2 separate regions of the Mus musculus genome follow, and region 1 is linked to region 2. A link is a contact called in public Hi-C data. All regions are on one chromosome and are shown on one strand. Each heading gives the region's core, a stretch centred on a gene start, on an enhancer-like site or on the middle of the called end of the contact. The rest is flanking DNA. Distances are from core to core; before and after follow the strand shown.

The links. Hi-C and Micro-C count contacts between places; a contact is called where the count stands out from the background.
Region 1: a contact with region 2 is called in a Hi-C map of B cells, with 9 read pairs. The contact joins the promoter of Scyl2 here to the enhancer-like site in region 2. A contact is called at or near these places in 2 of 39 promoter capture datasets (the C10 cell line and pre-B cells) and 1 of 484 Hi-C or Micro-C datasets (B cells).

What each region holds. Positions count from the first base shown.
Region 1 is chr10:89,684,219-89,688,402 of GRCm38.p6, forward strand. Scyl2 (SCY1-like 2 (S. cerevisiae)) reads right to left here and starts at 2,076. Exons shown (of 18, transcript NM_198021.3): 1 at 1,820-2,076. 1500026H17Rik (RIKEN cDNA 1500026H17 gene) reads left to right here and starts at 2,145. Exons shown (of 3, transcript NR_130956.1): 1 at 2,145-2,301.
Region 2 is chr10:88,404,246-88,408,467 of GRCm38.p6, forward strand. All of the region lies in intron 2 of Gnptab (N-acetylglucosamine-1-phosphate transferase, alpha and beta subunits), which reads left to right. Among named protein-coding and RNA genes, the nearest start is that of Gnptab, 27 kb to the left of the region's middle. Within about 2 kb of position 1,751, at least 52 of the 459 cell types and tissues checked have an H3K27ac peak or open chromatin away from gene starts, as enhancers often do. A contact at or near this core is called in B cells, where this site is marked.

The DNA of each region.
Region 1 (4,184 bases), core at 826-3,325, 1.3 Mb after region 2:
ACTGAATGATAAGCAGGCATTAACCTGGAGCATATGAAAGAACAACATTTCCGGGCTCTTGTGGACACGTCCAGGAAGTATGACCAAGAGCCATGTGCCTGGAGGAGGAACAGAAAGATAGACAATGGATGTGGCGACCGGGAAAGAAAAGAATGCCAAAGGTACTGTAGAGATGAAGCTAGACCAACAGACAAGAGGGCCTTACAGAGACATCAAGAATTTCAGTTAGGCTCTGTGAGGCAGAGGCCTTTGTGAGTTCAAGGCCAGCCTGGTCTACAAAGAGAGTTCCAGGACAGCCAAGGCCATACAATGAAATTTTGTCTCAAAAAAAGCAAAAACAAAAACAACAAAAAAAGAATTTCAGTTACTCCAAAAGGTAAAGCCATTGTGATCAGATCTATATTATGAGATGTCCATCCCAGCACAGAGACCACAGGTGTCAAGCCCTCTAGATGCAAGAGACCAATGTGACTGCAACAAGGAGGTGGTGCTGAAGATGAAGATTCAATATTTAAAAGGCAAACATCAATAGGACCTCATAAAAGATGTCGAATGAGGAATAATAAGAACTTAACAAATTTCAACTCCTATAAAATAGGATCAAAACATGTACGAGGACCTGGTTTTGGGGAGTTTTTTTGGTTTTTTGGTTTTTTTTTTTTGAGAGGATAAATCACAAATTTCAACTATGTCAACATGATTTAATTCCCAAATATAGAATGTATTTGTATAGCAATGTCCTACTGTATGGAATTACAACACATCTGTATTACATATGTAATCGTCTCTGACAGACAAAATGAATGATCTTCACATGTGCGTAGGTATATCTGAACAGAATAAAGCTCTATGTGTTCAGTTAGGCTCCTTTCCTTTGCATAACCACAATCCCCTTCTCCTCCAACCTTTATTAAGGAGGGGAAAGCCTTCAAAGTCGAAAAAGAATCTTCCAAGCAAACACCAGAACTGCTTGGGTTTTGTAATGGCTGACTGACTTACAGCATCTTTGTTAAATTGCTTTCTCTGAACAGAGGCGCACGACTCAGAAAACTTAAATACGGCGTTTCAAAGTGTCATCACACAATCCCTGGTTTTGATGTGCAAAGAAAAACCTCTAGCTGATAATTTACAATCAAAATCACTTTAAGGAGCTGGTCTGGAGTCTCTTCAATCCTGTTGAGAAAGGGAAACACTGTGTGTCCTTAATTACTGATCACAGGTAACGCGTCCATGCGAATCCCAAGAAGTTTCTGCAAGCTTTATCTGTCTAAACCTTTTTCTGTAGCTTAAACAGGCGCACTGGAGCCCCCATGGGGATTTCTTTCTCTCAAACCTTATCTGCCCCACCCACCTCACACACACAATAACCGTCCAGTCCAGAAAGACAACTACCATCAGAGAAAGGCGTCCGAAGTGCAGGGCCTTAGCCGGTGACCCCAGCTATCGGAACCAAGTATCAGAAACGAGGGGGGCTGTCTCAGCAGTCCCGGAGCACTGTCCAATTTCCCAAAAGGATACGGAGATCTCCACGGCGGAAACCCGAGCTCCTGCGCCAGCTCTGGGGACTCTCCCAGCAGCAGAATGACCCAGGCAGCGGGGCTCCCGTCGCCCGAAGGCCTCGCCCAGAGTCACCGGCCTCTGAGATCCGCTCCCTCCCGCTTCTCGCTACCTGGATCCGGCTTCCCGGGCCACCCACCGCCAGCCCGCCCGACCCGGCCCGTCACTAGGCAACAGTAGCAGCCGGGAGGCCCGGGGAGACCCGTAGCCCGCAAGCTGGCCGCAGACCCAGGTCGCCCGGTGCCCGAGACAGGTCACTCACCTCGCAGCCGGCTACCTGGAGGGGCGGTGCTGGGGCCGGTCCCCCGCCGGCTCCCTCAATGCCTCCGGGCTGTGACTGCTCGGGCCGCGCTCCTGGCCGCCACCGAACGCTTACTCCATCTCCTCCGTCACCCCCGAGTCCGCAGAACCCCGAGATCGAGGAGTAAAGGGGGAAGGGAGGGAAGGGACTAGGGAAGAAGAGCACGGTAGGGGGAAGAGCACCGAAAGACCTGCCCGCTCCTGCATGACGTCACTTCCGGGCGGTTCGGAAGGGTAAGGCTTGGCTTCCCTCCGCCCTCCCCGAGGCGGAGTGAGGCGGGGCTCCCGGGGCGGGGGTGGAGCCAGCCCGGGCCTCTGCTGACAGCCGTACCTGTGACTCTGATCACTAGTCTTCGCGGGCAAGACCAGCTTTCCGGGGCCCCAGGCTAGGAAGCCCGAGTTTCTGGAACCATAGAAGGGGATTCTCCAAGATAATGAGGACAGGTAACCAAATGTATATTGGAGATGACTGACAGTGACTTGATGGCTGGACACTGCAGCTCTGGTTGTGAGGCCCCTCCCCTTTTCTGTTTCCCAGGCCACCTGCCCTTGCTGGTCTAGTGACTGATTACATAGGACTCAGCTTTCTCTGACTTTCTGCTAAGTGACCTTAGAACCTAGAAAAGCCGTGCTTCTCACACAGGGCCGTGTTAAAGTGCAGATTCTGCTGCACAAGTAGGATCGGATGCTCTGCGTTTCTAAGACATTCTCAGATAACCCCGGTGCCACAGTTCCACAATTAGAGCAACAAAGATTATTTATCTTACGTGCTTAATGAAAGAAGTAAATTGTTCTGAAAAATATACCTAGGTGAAACTGGGCACAGCCTCTGTCTCCCTGCTATCCATCCAAGTAACCCGTACATAGTAGTAGGACTACTACCACCCTAACTAACCCTAACCCTGCCTCTCCTGTCTCTGCTCTGTCCCTGGTTCAGGTTAAAATGTCTTAAGATGGGTAATAGGGTAGATTCTATTACAAGAAGAATTGGAGGAGGGGGAGGAAGAGAAGAGGGAAGAGGATTATGGGGTGTGTGTGTATGTGTGTGTACATGTTTGTGTGGTGTGTTTACATGTTTGTGTAGGTACAGCTGTATGTACACACGCCAGAAAAGCTCGAGGCTAGAGGTTAGCCTTAGGAGTTGTTCCTGGGGAGCTGTCCATGTTTTTGAGACAAGGTCTCTAAATAGAACCTGGTGCTTTGCCTTTCTCTTATCTCTTCAGCTGTGAAATTAGGAGCACCCACCACCAAGCCTGGCTTTTTAATGTATGTTCAGGAGATCCAACTTAGATCTGCATGCTTAGAAAGTTATCATCTCACTAGCTGAGCCTTCTCTTTCCAGCCCCAGAAGGGTGGACTTTTATTTCTGTCCTTTTGCCAAGAGCATCTTATAAGTTATGTGTTGGTAATGTTACTTCTAGTTCTTCGTGGTCAAGAAAGGAAAGGCTTAGATTCTTGTATTCTGCACACAAAACATCTAGAAATCATGTTCTCTATATTTCAACTTTTTCTTTCTTACATGCTTTAATTTCATATTTTACTGGGGTAGGAGGAACTAGTTTATCTCTACTAAACATGAGTCTCTTTTTTGGAGTGATAAAATGGCCTGGGGTTAGATGATAGCAGTGATTGTACAAGGTTGCCAACGCACCAAGAAACACTGAATTAAACATTTTGACAGAATCCTAGTGAGCAAACCTAATCCTTTGCAGACCATGTGAGAATAGCTATCACAGGATATTTGAACACACTGTGAACCTCTGAGATTGTGTTACTTGCTGAAAAGGAAAAAGAAAAAGAAAGAAAGAAAAAGAAAAAAAGAAAAACCTGTTTCTAGTTGTGGTATGGCTCAGTCCTAGCACATACCTTTAATCCAAGAGCTTTCTGTTTATTGTAAACAGGATTACATTAAGTCATCGGTAGGTCAAGAGGCAGAGCAAGCTTTAAGTGAGGTAGGCAGGAGGTGTAAGCGAACTTTCCTCTTCACATACAGCACAGGCACTTTTGCTTCCTCTGGTGAAGAAGGGCTGCGAATGCCAAGCATTTAAGTATCTCTGCTCTAAATATTAGTCTTCCTTGGAGTCTCTTCCAGTTCTTCTTCCTTCTCTACATACCTTCTTTAGGCACCCAGTATGTTCTTGATTCTGTGACGATTTGATGAAAGAAATGCAGTAAAGGTTGTAACCATTAATGAAATATGGCTGCATCCCACCTGACTGCCTGTGGTGGTTAGAATGAAAGTGGCCCCCATAGGTTCATAGGCAGTGGCACTATTAGGAGACATGTCCATGGTGGAGTAGGTGTGGCCTTGTTGGAGGAAGTGTGTC
Region 2 (4,222 bases), core at 501-3,000:
GTGGGTCTTGATGGTTCTCTGTGTTGAGGCCAGCAGACCCACGTAAGGCTGAGAAACACCCCCTAACTACAGTGGGTGTTAAATTTTGCACGCTAGGAAAGTGTGAGCAAAGGTAGGGTTTTTTCCCCTCACCCCAGAGCTTGAGTCTTCGAGTGTCTCTGAGAATTGCATCTCTAACCAGTTTCCTGGTGGTCCTGAGGCTGCAGGCCTGGTGACCAGTGCTTTAGGAAAGGATTAGTCACTTCCCTGTCACATCACTTCCGTGTTTCTCCATCTTGATTCTCCCACCCGACTCCCACCCCTGCTAAAAGTTCCAAAGTGATCCTCCCCAACTCACACATTTATGGAGCACCTACTGCGTACCCCAGTGTGTGCTGCTAGGAAATACGGATTTTTTAATTCAGTAAGTTTTTTGTTGTTGTTGTTTGTTTTGTTTTTTTTGAGACAGGGTTTCTCTGAGTAGCCCTGGCTGTCCTGGAACATACTCTATAGACCAGGCTGGCCTCGAACTCAGAAATCCGCCTGCCTCTGCCTCCCAAGTGCTGGGATTAAAGGCATGCGCCACCATACCCCAGCATACTCTTGTTTTCTATCTGAAGAATTTTTTCATTTTGTTTGAGACAGGATCTCATTGTGTAGCCTGGAACTTGCTGTGTAGACCAAGCCAGCCTCAAACTCACACATCTGCCTGCCTGAGCTCCTGAGTGTTCGCTCGGATTGAAGATATGCATCTACACTCAGCTCACTAAAGATTTATATTAAAACTATTGGTCTCAATATGTAGCCCAGTCTGGCTTCACGCTTAGAGTCCTGCCTCAGACTCCCAAAGGCTGGGGTTGCAGGCTAAAATTCGGTGAATAATGTTTCTTCCATTTTTAGGTTGCACTACGTACAGTTTATACTGTTTATTGAAAGCTTCCATTTTTTAAAAGTTATTTATTTTATGTTTGTGTGTACACTGTAGCTGCACAGATGGTTGTGAGCCTTCATGTGGTTGTTGGGAATTGTTGAGAATTTTTAGGAAGGACCTCTGCTCGCTCTGGTCAGCTTCACTCTGGCCCAAACATTTAATTATTATACATAAGTACCCTGACACTGACTTCAGACACACCAGAAGAGGGCGTCAGATCTCATTTCGGGTGGTTGTGAGCCACCATGTGGTTGCTAGGATCTGAACTAGGACCTTTGGAAGAGCAGTCAGTGCTCTTACCTGCTGTGATTCATCTTGCCGCCCAAAAGCTTCCATTCCTTTGCTAGATTTGTTTGTTTGTTTGTTTTGTTGTTGTTTTGTTTTGTTTTGTGAGACAGGGTTTTTCTGTGTAGCCCTGGCTGCCTTGGAACTTGATCTAGAGATCTGCCTGCCTCTGTCTCCCAAGTTCTGGGGCCAAAGGCTTGTACTGCCACCACCCACCCCGCTACTGTACAGTTCTTATTAGTGTCATTTGCTCTGGAATGAGAAGGAAATCCCAGTCTGTGTGTTCACTTGTTGCTAATACGTAAATCATCCATTGCTCCTGGTTTCAAGGCAGACATTCCTTCTGGGCTCTTTCATCACGTGTAACGCATGGCTATTAAACCGTGTGAAGCTCTTTTCTACTGCAGGTCTGAGGGTGCAAAGTGACTTTGTTACTTTGATGTAGTGATTTGAAGACAATTGTATCACGTATTTGGCAGGGTCCCTTTCATTCTGAGTCACCGGCTTCCTCCTCAACTGGAAACCAGTATGGTCTAGTGGTTATAACTAAAGGCTCAGACTCATCTCTGCCAAGCTTGCTACAAAAACAACTGACTCGGCTGGGAGCCAGTCATGCGGTCTCTGTCAGGTTTTTAAATTTAACCTGTGAGTTAAACATGTGATAACCGGCTCATTAGCAGAGCCAGCGTATGAATGACTTAGGAACTTGAGTTGTTTTCCTCAGCTGAACATTTACCTATATGTCCTGATTCTAATAAAAAAAAAAATATATTAAGAGTGAGTCATTACTTTACCAGGAAAACTTCAGCATAGGTATCCTTCCTTCCTTCCTTCCTTTTCCTTCCTTCCTTTCCATCTTTCCACTGAAAAGTGTATTGAATCAAGCAAGGTTTTGGTGGGGGAGTTGTTTTTGTTTTGTTTGTTTGTTTGTTAACATTTTCAGTGTCTAAATGCTTGACACACAAACCTAATGAATGGTATGAGAACTGACACCTCGAGGTTGTTCTCTGCCCACCACACGAGTGTGTGCTCTCTCTGCCGCATAGAAACATGCACCCACACAAACACAACACACACCATAATAAAGACCATTTGGGAGCATGTGAGTTGGAGTGTCCTTGAATGCGTTGTGTGTGGGTATACCGAGTGAGATAGACATTAGTGGGAAACACACATATATGCTGAAGGAATAATAGGTACCGGGGCTAAAGAGATAGCTAGTGGTTAGAGGCACCGATCGCGCCTCCAGAAGACCGGGGTTTGATTTCCAGCACCTAAATGGCAGCAATCAGTTGTCTGTGACTTTGCTTCCAGGGGATCCATTTCCTCTTTCTGGCTTCTGCAGGCACCAGGCACATAGAGGATACACCGATATGCATACAGGCAAAACACCCAAAACATTAATAATGATAATAATAAAATTATAACGAGATTATCGTTATTTATCTAACTGGTACATATTAACCCACTCATGAGGCACTATTCCAGACCTCAGGCAAATAATGGTGACTGAGAGGAATCCGTTACTCTTACATAGAGGACAGGAGGTGCAGTGGGGGGAGTTGGAACACAGCTACATAGAGGTCAGCTGATCTCAAAGTGCGGCCACCGAGATCGGTGGCAGCAGCAGCATTAGCCCGGAACTTCTTCCAAAAGAGCACTCATTCTGAGGCCACCTTGGACCCCCTGCAGTTAGAAGCTGACAGAGAGCAGCAGCCTGTTTCTAAGTAATCTGTGTGCCACCGGCTACTGTGTGAGGCCCACCAAGGAGTGTGCAGGAAACACCTAGGGGATGTTTCTGAATATGGTTGCAGTGGGGAGAGAAACCCTGGAAGTGTAGGAGAGAAAATAAGTGACTAGGAAGGCAGGCTGCAGATGCCTAGTTCCACTTCTGCCCCAGGTGCTGGCTATCTCATGGAAGATACACGTGCCCATGGTGGAGGTGGAGGTGGAGGTATTAAGTATACTAAGAATCCCTCCGAGCATAAAGTGCTGCAGAAGATGCATATTGTGAGTGAATTCTCTTCCAAGAGAACGGTGCTGAAGAGGGCGTGGCTGGAGGAGGGAGGTGTGGTTAAAGAAGTATTGACAGCAGTATGAGCAGCATCTTGCGAGTTCCTAGCCATACTCAGTGAGAGTGAGCACCCAGGATGTCCTGAGAACAACCTCTAGCCCTAACGCTAACCCTGATTGTGAAGCCTCGGCTGCTGGGGTCACACTCGACTACGGCACACATGTGTCTTCATTTTCCTGACAAAGCATCGGGACCCATTACCTCTCTGGTCTCCATTTCTAGTCAGGTTTACCCGATTGCTTGGTCTTCCCTAGTTTCTTGGATAAGCGACATAGGCGTGTGTCTCAGGGCACATGAAAATACCTTTTTCCTGGTATGTTTCTTCCTCCAGCTTCCACACTGGCTCATTCCCAGGTTTTACACTGTGTTCTACAATGCCGTGGTCTCAGCTCTGTGCTGAAGTTGCCTAGATCTCGTGCATACTGAGAAAACACTCTACCAGTGGGCTCCATTCCTATCCCGGACTATTTCCCAGTAAAGCAATCTCTAATATCTCTATCTAAAAATAGTCCTTACGTAGACTTTCTATATTTTCCCTGTGACGTTTTACCTCTCAGACTTCATATCTGTTTAGTTTTTACTCAGCTAGACTATAAATGCCTCATCTCTTCTGGAGGGTAGGGTGAGAGCAGGGCCTCAGCATAACCCAGGCTGACCCGAGATCATCTTTTCTTGGGCCTCTTGAGAGTTTTGTAATTATAGGTAGGTGCTGCCAAGCTCTCGCTCACATCTTTCAAGCAAAAGGTGGTTGTCGGTTGTCACTTGGACAATTCTCCCATGAAGTAATTAATCCATGATGGAAGTATTTATATATATATACATATTGCCCAATCCTGTGTCCGGGCTGCAAGAAAGGGCAAATGGAGCGTGGATTTCCTCCTTGCTATGACCAGATATCTGACAAAGAGAGACTTGAAGGAAGGACAGGTTTATTCTGGCTGGTGATTCATAGT